Linked DNA regions of Zea mays: all the other regions are linked to region 3. The links are chromatin contacts, called in public Hi-C maps. All regions are on one chromosome and are shown on one strand. The core of a region is the stretch at or near the end of the contact, and the rest is flanking DNA. Distances in the headings are between cores, read along the strand shown. Region 1 holds the start of LOC100279961. Region 2 holds the start of LOC100276735. Region 3 holds the start of LOC100277048.

What was found. Hi-C and Micro-C count contacts between places; a contact is called where the count stands out from the background.
Region 1: a Hi-C map of tassel shows a contact between it and region 3, with 2.2 times the contacts expected there. The contact joins the promoter of LOC100279961 here to the promoter of LOC100277048 in region 3. A contact is called at or near these places in 7 of 25 Hi-C or Micro-C datasets (bundle sheath, ear, leaf and 2 more) and 1 of 3 datasets of contacts at active chromatin or transcription factors (leaf).
Region 2: a contact with region 3 is called in a Hi-C map of ear, with 3 times the contacts expected there. The contact joins the promoter of LOC100276735 here to the promoter of LOC100277048 in region 3. A contact is called at or near these places in 3 of 25 Hi-C or Micro-C datasets (ear, root tip and tassel).

The regions. Positions count from the first base shown.
Region 1 is chr10:115,764,931-115,767,630 of Zm-B73-REFERENCE-NAM-5.0, reverse strand. LOC100279961 reads left to right here and starts at 1,401. Exons shown (of 12, transcript NM_001152911.1): 1 at 1,401-1,690. The coding sequence starts at 1,415.
Region 2 is chr10:116,487,327-116,490,047 of Zm-B73-REFERENCE-NAM-5.0, reverse strand. LOC100276735 reads right to left here and starts at 1,352. Exons shown (of 2, transcript NM_001150452.2): 1 at 1,210-1,352; 2 at 232-836. The coding sequence starts at 807. The coding sequence ends at 490.
Region 3 is chr10:116,209,984-116,212,860 of Zm-B73-REFERENCE-NAM-5.0, reverse strand. LOC100277048 reads left to right here and starts at 1,429. Exons shown (of 4, transcript NM_001371584.1): 1 at 1,429-1,764; 2 at 2,061-2,171; 3 at 2,300-2,380; 4 at 2,502-2,877. The coding sequence starts at 1,519. The coding sequence ends at 2,576. LOC100281782 (DNA-binding protein S1FA2) reads left to right here. Exons shown (of 3, transcript NM_001154702.1): 3 at 1-102.

The DNA of each region.
Region 1 (2,700 bases), core at 152-2,651, 450 kb after region 3:
GAATCTGTTTAATAAATATTTAGTATATATTCAAATTGTTTGTATGCTCCCTAGTATTAAATATTCATTGTTTTCCTACTAAAAATAATAAATAGAACAATATATGCTTAAAATCATTTTTACGTACGACCATTTAAGGTATTGTATGGATAATTTGCATGTCTAATTGATCCGAAGTTAATTTTTATGTGATAGGCTATGATCAAAGGTAGCAAAATTGGCTTCGTAGAGCTTATACTAAATTGCAAGAACTACCTAATCTGAGTTGACGTCATCTAGATGTGATATCACTCGAAAAGTCAATTGAAAAGTCAATCGTTCGGCTGGGACCGATGACACGGGTCTGTCTGTAGCTTCATGATAAAGTGAAAGCTACCACCTTTCTCGGGTATTACTTCCATCCAAGCCTAAATATGGTGTATTTAGAATGCCCCGAATAACCAATTTTTAGAGAAATTTTTTTTGGAGTTGCTCTTGAAACCTCGAGGTGAGGTGGAATTGAGGTTTTGAAGCCCATAAACTCTCTGGTGATGGGCCCAGGCGTGGAAGCCACAAGCCCCTCCAACGTTGAGCGCAAAACTGATCCATTTGACATGAAGCCTCACATTAGGCAGGCTTAAACTTATCTTAGCTCCAACAGGCCTCCATGTGGCCTTTTCGTGCCCACCCACACACAGCCTCAGCGGCTGAGGCGAGCGTGCCGTCGGGATTTCTGCCTCCCATCCCGATCCCATATATATGCCAGTTATGATAGCCAAGCCAAGACATTGGATCCCGAACTGTGCATTTCTTTCGTCTAAGACCCGCGCGCATTTTCGATTCGTGGCCGTTTGTTTGATGATGAAACCGTACCGTGGCCCAAGTATGAATAACGGGGCTGTTGCTTGCAGTACATGATGATCTGGTGTACCGGTAGCCTGATCGACCCATAGCAAGCAGTTGCAGACTCTGTTTGATGATGAAACAGAGTGTTTGTCACGTGATCGATCCAAGGGCCCAGACGGCGCGACGCGTGCGTACCTGCCGTGTGCGCAATTGTAGCCACCACGGCCACGGGACGGCACGCACAAAAACTGTCACGAGGAAGCCAGATGCGGCGGACAAGGGATCGAGTCCGGAGCACGCCCGCCCGGATATAAATTTATATCGCACACATCCCCCGTTCGCCAATCTCGCGGCGGCCCTGCAAAGCTGCGATCAGGAGGTGCAGAACAGCGGTGAAGGGTGGAAACCGAGAACACTAGGCAGAGGCACTAGCCGAGCCGAGCCGCGCCACCACGACCACGAGTCGACCGGCGAGTGGTTGGCGCAAGTTGTCAGGTGAGGGGGGGCACCGCACCTTCCGCGCCGCATCTTGTCACGCACTTGTTGTAGCTGTATTGTATGTATTGCCTGCCGCCCCTGGCTTGTGCTCATGGGCGCTGCTGCTGCGGCCAATGAAGGGGCGTTGCCGGAGCCGTGCGGCGGCCGGCGGCCGGGAGCGGGGCCGATGGGGCGCTACGAGCTCGTCCGCAGCGACGACGCGCCTGCCGTCGCCGCGGATCTGGAGGCCGGCACCGCCGCGCCGTGCGACGGCTACCCCAAGCGCCGCGTGTTCACGCCCTCTCCGTCTCCGTCTCCGGCGCCGGCGTCGACCCGGTACCGGCAGCGCCTCGTCTCGCTCGACGTGTTCCGCGGGATCACCGTCCTGGTACGTCAGAACCACTCGCATCCTCCCTCTGCTCGCTCGCTCGCTCCTCTGCTATTTCATTGAATGGCTGTCTGCCTGGCTGGCTGGCCGATCTTCCTTACCGGCGCATGGCAATACGTTTTAATAATTCCCTAACAAATCGAACTGCTTTGCTTGATTGCCGAGTGGGTTCTCTGCTGTCGAACGATCGACTCTGCTATGGCCTTGGTGCCACCACACCACACTACCACTACTGCCAACCAACCACACATGTTCATGGAGAATCGTGGTGCGCGTGGTGGTGGTAGCAGAAGCGGCGCTAGTTAAGTTAAGTTGGCCTTTTTCTTTTTGCCCCTTTTTGTTCGTACTTAAACATGGGAGTAATCAAACCCTCCGTTCTCTTCTTCCCCTGAAACATCAATTAAACCAAACCCTCCGTTCCGAGCTTTTCTGCCGGTCTATTTACTTGTCTGTTCTCTTTCGGCTGTAGCCATGCATTATCGATAGGCAGAAGCTTATTAGGTCAGATCGCCGTAATGGTGCCCGTGGAGATATTGTTGTTTACACCTGAACAAGATTAACAATCACCGGCTTGGCTTGCCGGGTTCGCAAGGGTGAGTATAGCTTGCTCCTGTCGCATCGCATCACCCAGCTCGGCACCAACGTGGTGCGAACCGTCGGTGCTCGGCTCGGCTGGGCTGTGTGGTCCAGGCAATAAGAAAGGCCCCGTTCAACACCGTACGGAAGTTCATAAGATGTCAGACTCGAACCGCATTTGCACGGATTGGACTTTTTTTAGTGGCCTCCGGTCGCTGTTGCAGTGTTGCTTACCTAGCTTCTTGCGTTAACTTGGTAGGGAAAAAAAAGGAACCCCATAGAAAATATTCGTGATTGTCAACTCTAGCTCACCTGTCCATGCGATCTTGATAGAGGACGAGTACATGTTCCCAACTTATAATTGACAGATATATATGTATATCAGGATGCAGCTTACAATATACAACAGATTAAGGTCCTATTTGAAAACAAAG
Region 2 (2,721 bases), core at 103-2,602, 280 kb before region 3:
TAGCCTTCTGAATTGTCAGGCCTGATGATTGTCAGTTCCATTCCTTTGTGGCTGAGCAATTTGATATTTTTGCACTGCACTTATTAGACACCACCCTACGCTGTACTCGAGTTTTTCATGCAAAAAGACGGTAGCACCATGCATGCTTTAGATTGGCACATCCTCATGGAGCATGCAGCAGAAAGCTCTACTTGTCCTAAAGATCCCAGGGAAGAAGAAGCTCACTCCTTAAGCACCACTGCCTGTCATACAGCAGACACACCCAACTACGTATATATACCACACTAGCTGATCTAGCTATATCCCTCCAGAAGGGAGCAGAGCAGCATATGTCTCGATCATTACATTAGGCATGCAATGCAACTCCAGTATGCATTAGCTAAAACAACTAAGCAGGCGGCGTTCTTGACTTGACATGCGTCCAGAATTGGCGGCAAACCGGTAAAGATAACTACAAGGCAGCTTTTGACTAACTAATGAAGCCGCGCGTCAGTTGGCGACCGCCTTCTTCGGCTTGTTGGGCGACGCCGCCGCCGCCGCCTTCTCGTGGCCGGCTGCACGCGGGCCCGGAGCGGCGGCATTGAGGTCCGGGATCGGCGCGCGGTGGCCTGCTGCCGCCGCCGCATTCCCGTTGGCGCTGTGGTTGGGCGGCGCCGCCGTTTTGGTTTTGGCGATGCGCCGCTGCTTGAGCTCGGTGAGCAGGGCCTGGTTCTCCTGGTTGAGCAGCAGCGCCTTCTTGCGCAGCCGCTCGTTCTCCTTCATGATGAAGCAGTTCTGCAGGTACAGCTTCGCGTTCAGTCTGTCCATGCTCGCTCGCGCTTTGCCTTTGCCTTTGCCTGCCCATGTTCCAGAGTATCATCAGACCAAATCGTTAAGGCCATGCAAAATGGAACAGGGTGCATTGCATGCTAGCAGAGCAGCAGTAGATATATATACTGAAACTTCTATTGAATAAATAAATAAATAAATAAATAAAAAGGTTGGTTGCCACTTGCCAAGGCATATATATATTCAAAATATATCGAAGGCATTGGGGGGCAGCAGATTGTGTAAAGCAGAAACGAACAAAAAGGGGGAGGGGAAGCACTAGGCGTTCTACATGTACATGTACACGCATGGATGGAGCCATGATTGTGCATGCATGCAGGAACCAATTGAGCGCATGCATGCATCACCATGGAAAAAAAGCGACGAGACCGAGAGGATCACCTCCGCCGTTGGAAGCCGCGGTCGGTCACTCGACTAGCAGAAGGAGAAGGGGGGCCGGCAGCGGAGATTGCTGGTGGGGGCAGGCAGCTGGGAGGATCGATGGCCAAGTCCACTGCTCTGCTTTTTTCTTGGCCAAGTCCACTGCTCTGCTTTTTTCTTGGGTGCGTGCTGCGTGGTGGGGCTTATTTATAGGCGCGACCGCGATCGATCTCCCTCGCCTCGGCGGCGACGCGCGGGGGCGGTTGCGGACCCGCTCGGCAATGGCATGGCGCGCCGCACGTACGAGAAGGTGGGGGGGACGGGGACGCTAGTCTGCCACTCCTCATGACCCCCTTTGAACTTGAGCCAGAGGGACAGAGGGGATGCTATGATGCTTGGTCGTATAAGGAGGGGGGGCAGGGCAGGGCAGGGCAGGGCGGCGTAAATGGTGGCTAATCATGAGGCCTGGGTGTGCCAAGGTGGGCTGCCTGGCCTGCCCTCACGTGACGCTGCTGCTGGCTGCCCCAGCCGCGCGCGTCTACACTTCTTCTTCCTCCTCCTCTCCTTGTGCGCGCCACCGCACGCTGAAAGTATGCCGGAATTGTTGTCCCGTTCCTTGTGAAATTCAAGCCATCAAGATCTCGAGAGGCCCCCGACGTGCGCTGCTTCTCGCCGGCGACTGTACTCCATCCTTCCACCGCACGCACACACACACGTCCACTTTCTAGAGCGGGGGGAGGTAGTCTAGCTAGTCGACAACTTTTTATCAAGTGGTTTGACACTGGTGGCCGGCCGAGCCAGAATGGTTAGTGAGAAAGAGGTCGAGCTGGGTACGGCTAGGGGGGCTTCAAATGATGATGATGATGGGCCTCAGCCGGCCCAAGATTCGTAATGATGGCTCGGCTCCGGGTCCTCCCTCGCTCATCATCACGCGCCACACCTCTTCACCCCTTTTTTCTTCTTCTTCACTCTCTCTTTATTTTTACAGTCTCTCCTCTCTCTCTCTCTCTCTATTTCTATATCTCTTTTTACAATGCAGGGGGTGGTGATGATTACCGTCGCTTTACTGCGCCACCCGCGTCTACACCACCGTCGGGCGATCATGGTCTCCTCTCCCGGCAATTGAATGCCTCACGATTGAAGGAAGGCCCTTTTTTTTCTACCTCCCCTGTTTGTTTGTTTTTTTTTTTACTGCACGCCTGCCAATCTCGTATCTGCCTTGCTCGTCGTGCTTCTTTACCCCTTTTTCCTTTTTGTTTTGGCTTGGTTTCACCTCTTGCCTCTGCGATGCACCTCCTGGCTTACTGCGAGCAGCAGTCCCTAAAGCAAATCCATGTGGCGGCACACTAGTGGCGCTAGCGTAGCCGTAGCCCGTAGAGAATGTGATTGAGAAAACAAAAGGAGCCAGTGATGTTAGACAATCTACACAACATGCAACTCTACGGATCCATGTAAACAAAAAGTTTCGAATTGCGTCACTTGGATATTACTTAAAACAGCAAAATAAATAAAAAGTAGATTTTCCACATTCAG
Region 3 (2,877 bases), core at 180-2,679:
TGAATCTTTAGCCTAAACCGAGTTACTCTTTTGTTCCTGTAAACTACAAGTACTTCAAATGACGCTGGTGATGGTGAACCTGAGTAAAATTGGCGAGTCCCAGCTCCCGCCTACTCTTCTGCGGTTGGTTTTTTTTTTTTGCGTCAGCAAAAGATTAGGTCTTAGCTTAGGTAAGCAGAGGAAAACTTTGTTATTCCACTGAGGTCGAGCCACACCCACACGTCCTGCAGCTGCCTTTTCTGCTGTGCCGTGTGTTGGCTGCTGCTACTCTCTGCCGGCTGGACCTCTGGTATCTCCCTCTCTAGGACCGATGCCCCGTCTCAGTTGTCAATCCATTCCAGTGGCGACTGACTAAGACCAACTCCAGCAGTGTGCCTCTCCGTATCCCTAAAACGCGCGGCCAACACATTCTCTCTCCTCTCCGTATCCGTCTCCGTTTCCAGCAACACTCCCCATCCCACTCCGCATGTAGTCTATGACACCTGGGGCCCGCCAGCAGGCGCGCGCGCACGCAGAGAGCTACGGAGAGGAGAGAGAAAGTGTGGAAATGGGGAGCGCAGGGACACGGCGTCCATTTTGCGGAGAGGGATGCGGAGCCTGCTGGAGCGCGCAATAGTGCCTCAGACCGTGCAAAATGCGGATACGGAGTGGGATACGGAGTCTTGCTGGAGTTGGTCTAACGGCAACGGCGTGTCGGCCTTTCAAACTTGCAGGCACCAAGTCGTTCGCAAGACGACGCTGCGTAGCCCGACCGAGGGAGGGCTCAGCGACGTCCAAGCGCGACGAGACGCGCGCGGGCGCACCAACCCGAGGAAAGGATCACCTCACCTCACCGGAGTCGCTTCCCCGGCACAGTTCTCGGGCGAGCAGAGCATGCAGGCCGGGGAAGAGTTACTTGTACTCGACCTCTGGCGGCAGGCAGGCCAGGGCACGCCATCACCACTGCACCTAACAGCAACCATACAATACTATACACGGTGCAGTGATCGGCCGATCGCCATCGCCATCGCCATCGCCATCTAGATTGGTGGTGGTCTCTGGCAGAAGCTACCGCGCGCGCGCGCGTACGCCGCTCCCGCACGCACACGCTCCGCCGCTCCGGTCACATGCATGCATGTACAGCAGTCCAATCAGATTCTACTGAGCAATGATGCATGCCGTGCCGCGCGACTTCTTGGCTTCCTCTCCGTTTCTTCTTCCTTGTCCGAGGCCGACACAGCAGCCGTCGTCCTGCTAGCTAATCAATCTAGCGACTGTTTTGCCCCCCTTTTTTTTCTTCTCAGTTCCACTTGCTTGCCACTGTGCTCGGTTGCTTAGACAGCCAGCATTGCCGGGAAAGCAACGGAGGCCACGGCGACCTGCATCAGCCAGGCAGCTTGTGCGTGCTATAAATGGCGTGAGGCGAGGAAGAGAAGGAAGAGAGAATAGCTAGGCCGCGCCGACGCCGAACCGCAGCAGACACGCGCGCGGACAGCGTACGAGGGAGCGAAGCTGCCTGAGGTAGAGGAGGAGGAGAACATGCAGGGCGGCGGCGGCGTGGACCAGCCGCCGATGCAGATGGTGCTGCGGGTGAGGCACCCGTCGTCGCTGGGCGGCAGCGGGGCGGACGAGGACGACGGCGAGGGGTCCTCTAGGTCGGCGCTCTCGGTGTTCAAGGCCAAGGAGGAGCAGATCGAGCGGCGCAAGATGGAGGTCCGGGAGAAGGTGTTCGCCCACCTCGGACGCGTCGAGGAGGAGTCCAAGCGACTCGCCTTCATCAGGCAGGTACGTGTACGTCCGTCCGTCCGTCAGTTACCTTCGCTCTGTACGGCACAAAATCATACGACTAGTCTACATGATGTGCGGCGCTAGTCTTGCTGTTGCTGCCAACCATATTGGTCTCTGAATTTTGAGATAGGTTGCCAGAATGGCACCCATCACAGCACTTCGATTCTGTATTTCTGTCAGGAAATTGATCTACTTAGCACTGTATGAATTTAGGGATCTCGTGGGACTCTTAATAATTTGTGCGAACGAACACAAGCTTGTACAAATCCCTGCCTGCTGTTTCCCTTTGTCAGGAGCTTGAAGGGATGGCCGACCCTACAAGGAAGGAGGTGGAGTCGATAAGGAAGCGGATCGACACGGTGAACCGTCAGCTCAAGCCTCTCAGCAAGAGCTGCGTCAAGAAGGTGAGAGGGGAGCTGACACAAGCTTGTACAAATCCCTACCTGCTGTTTCCTTTGTTTCAAGTAGTTCATTCATGAGTTGACGTCTGGATTTTTTTTATTTTGGCCAAATGAAAAAAAAAACTCCAAAGGAGAAGGAGTACAAGGAGGTCCTGGAGGCGTACAACGAGAAGAGCAAAGAGAAGGCTCTGCTAGTGAACAGGCTAATCGAGGTAAAATCTCTCTGGCCATGAAAGGAAAAGTAACCTAACCTCGTAGCTCACTGTAATCAGCTCTTGACACTGAACATTCGCCCTTGCTCTGCGTCGCCTGGGACTGACTGTTGCATTGCAGCTTGTGAGCGAAAGCGAGAGGATGCGGATGAAGAAGCTCGAGGAGCTCAACAAGACGGTCGACTCGCTCTACTAGACGCCAGTCGGTGCTCCGTGCTCTGCTCACCCACCTCTCCATCCACTCATCCATCCAGAGCTTGCACGCTCGCCCTCTGTAATCTGATCCCCGTGTGCCGTGGATTCGTGACCTGTTCAAGGTGGTGCTTGTAGTAACTGATGTTTTTCGTTGGGTGATCCTTTTCTCTTCTTTTTTTCTTCTTCTCTCTTTGGTCTCTTTTATTTCACCAGTTCGTACGAGTCTCGTTGCACTGTCATTGTCGAGTAAAACTGACGTACTGTATTTATAAGCAACAAACAGGTACCAGCTGCTGTCTAAC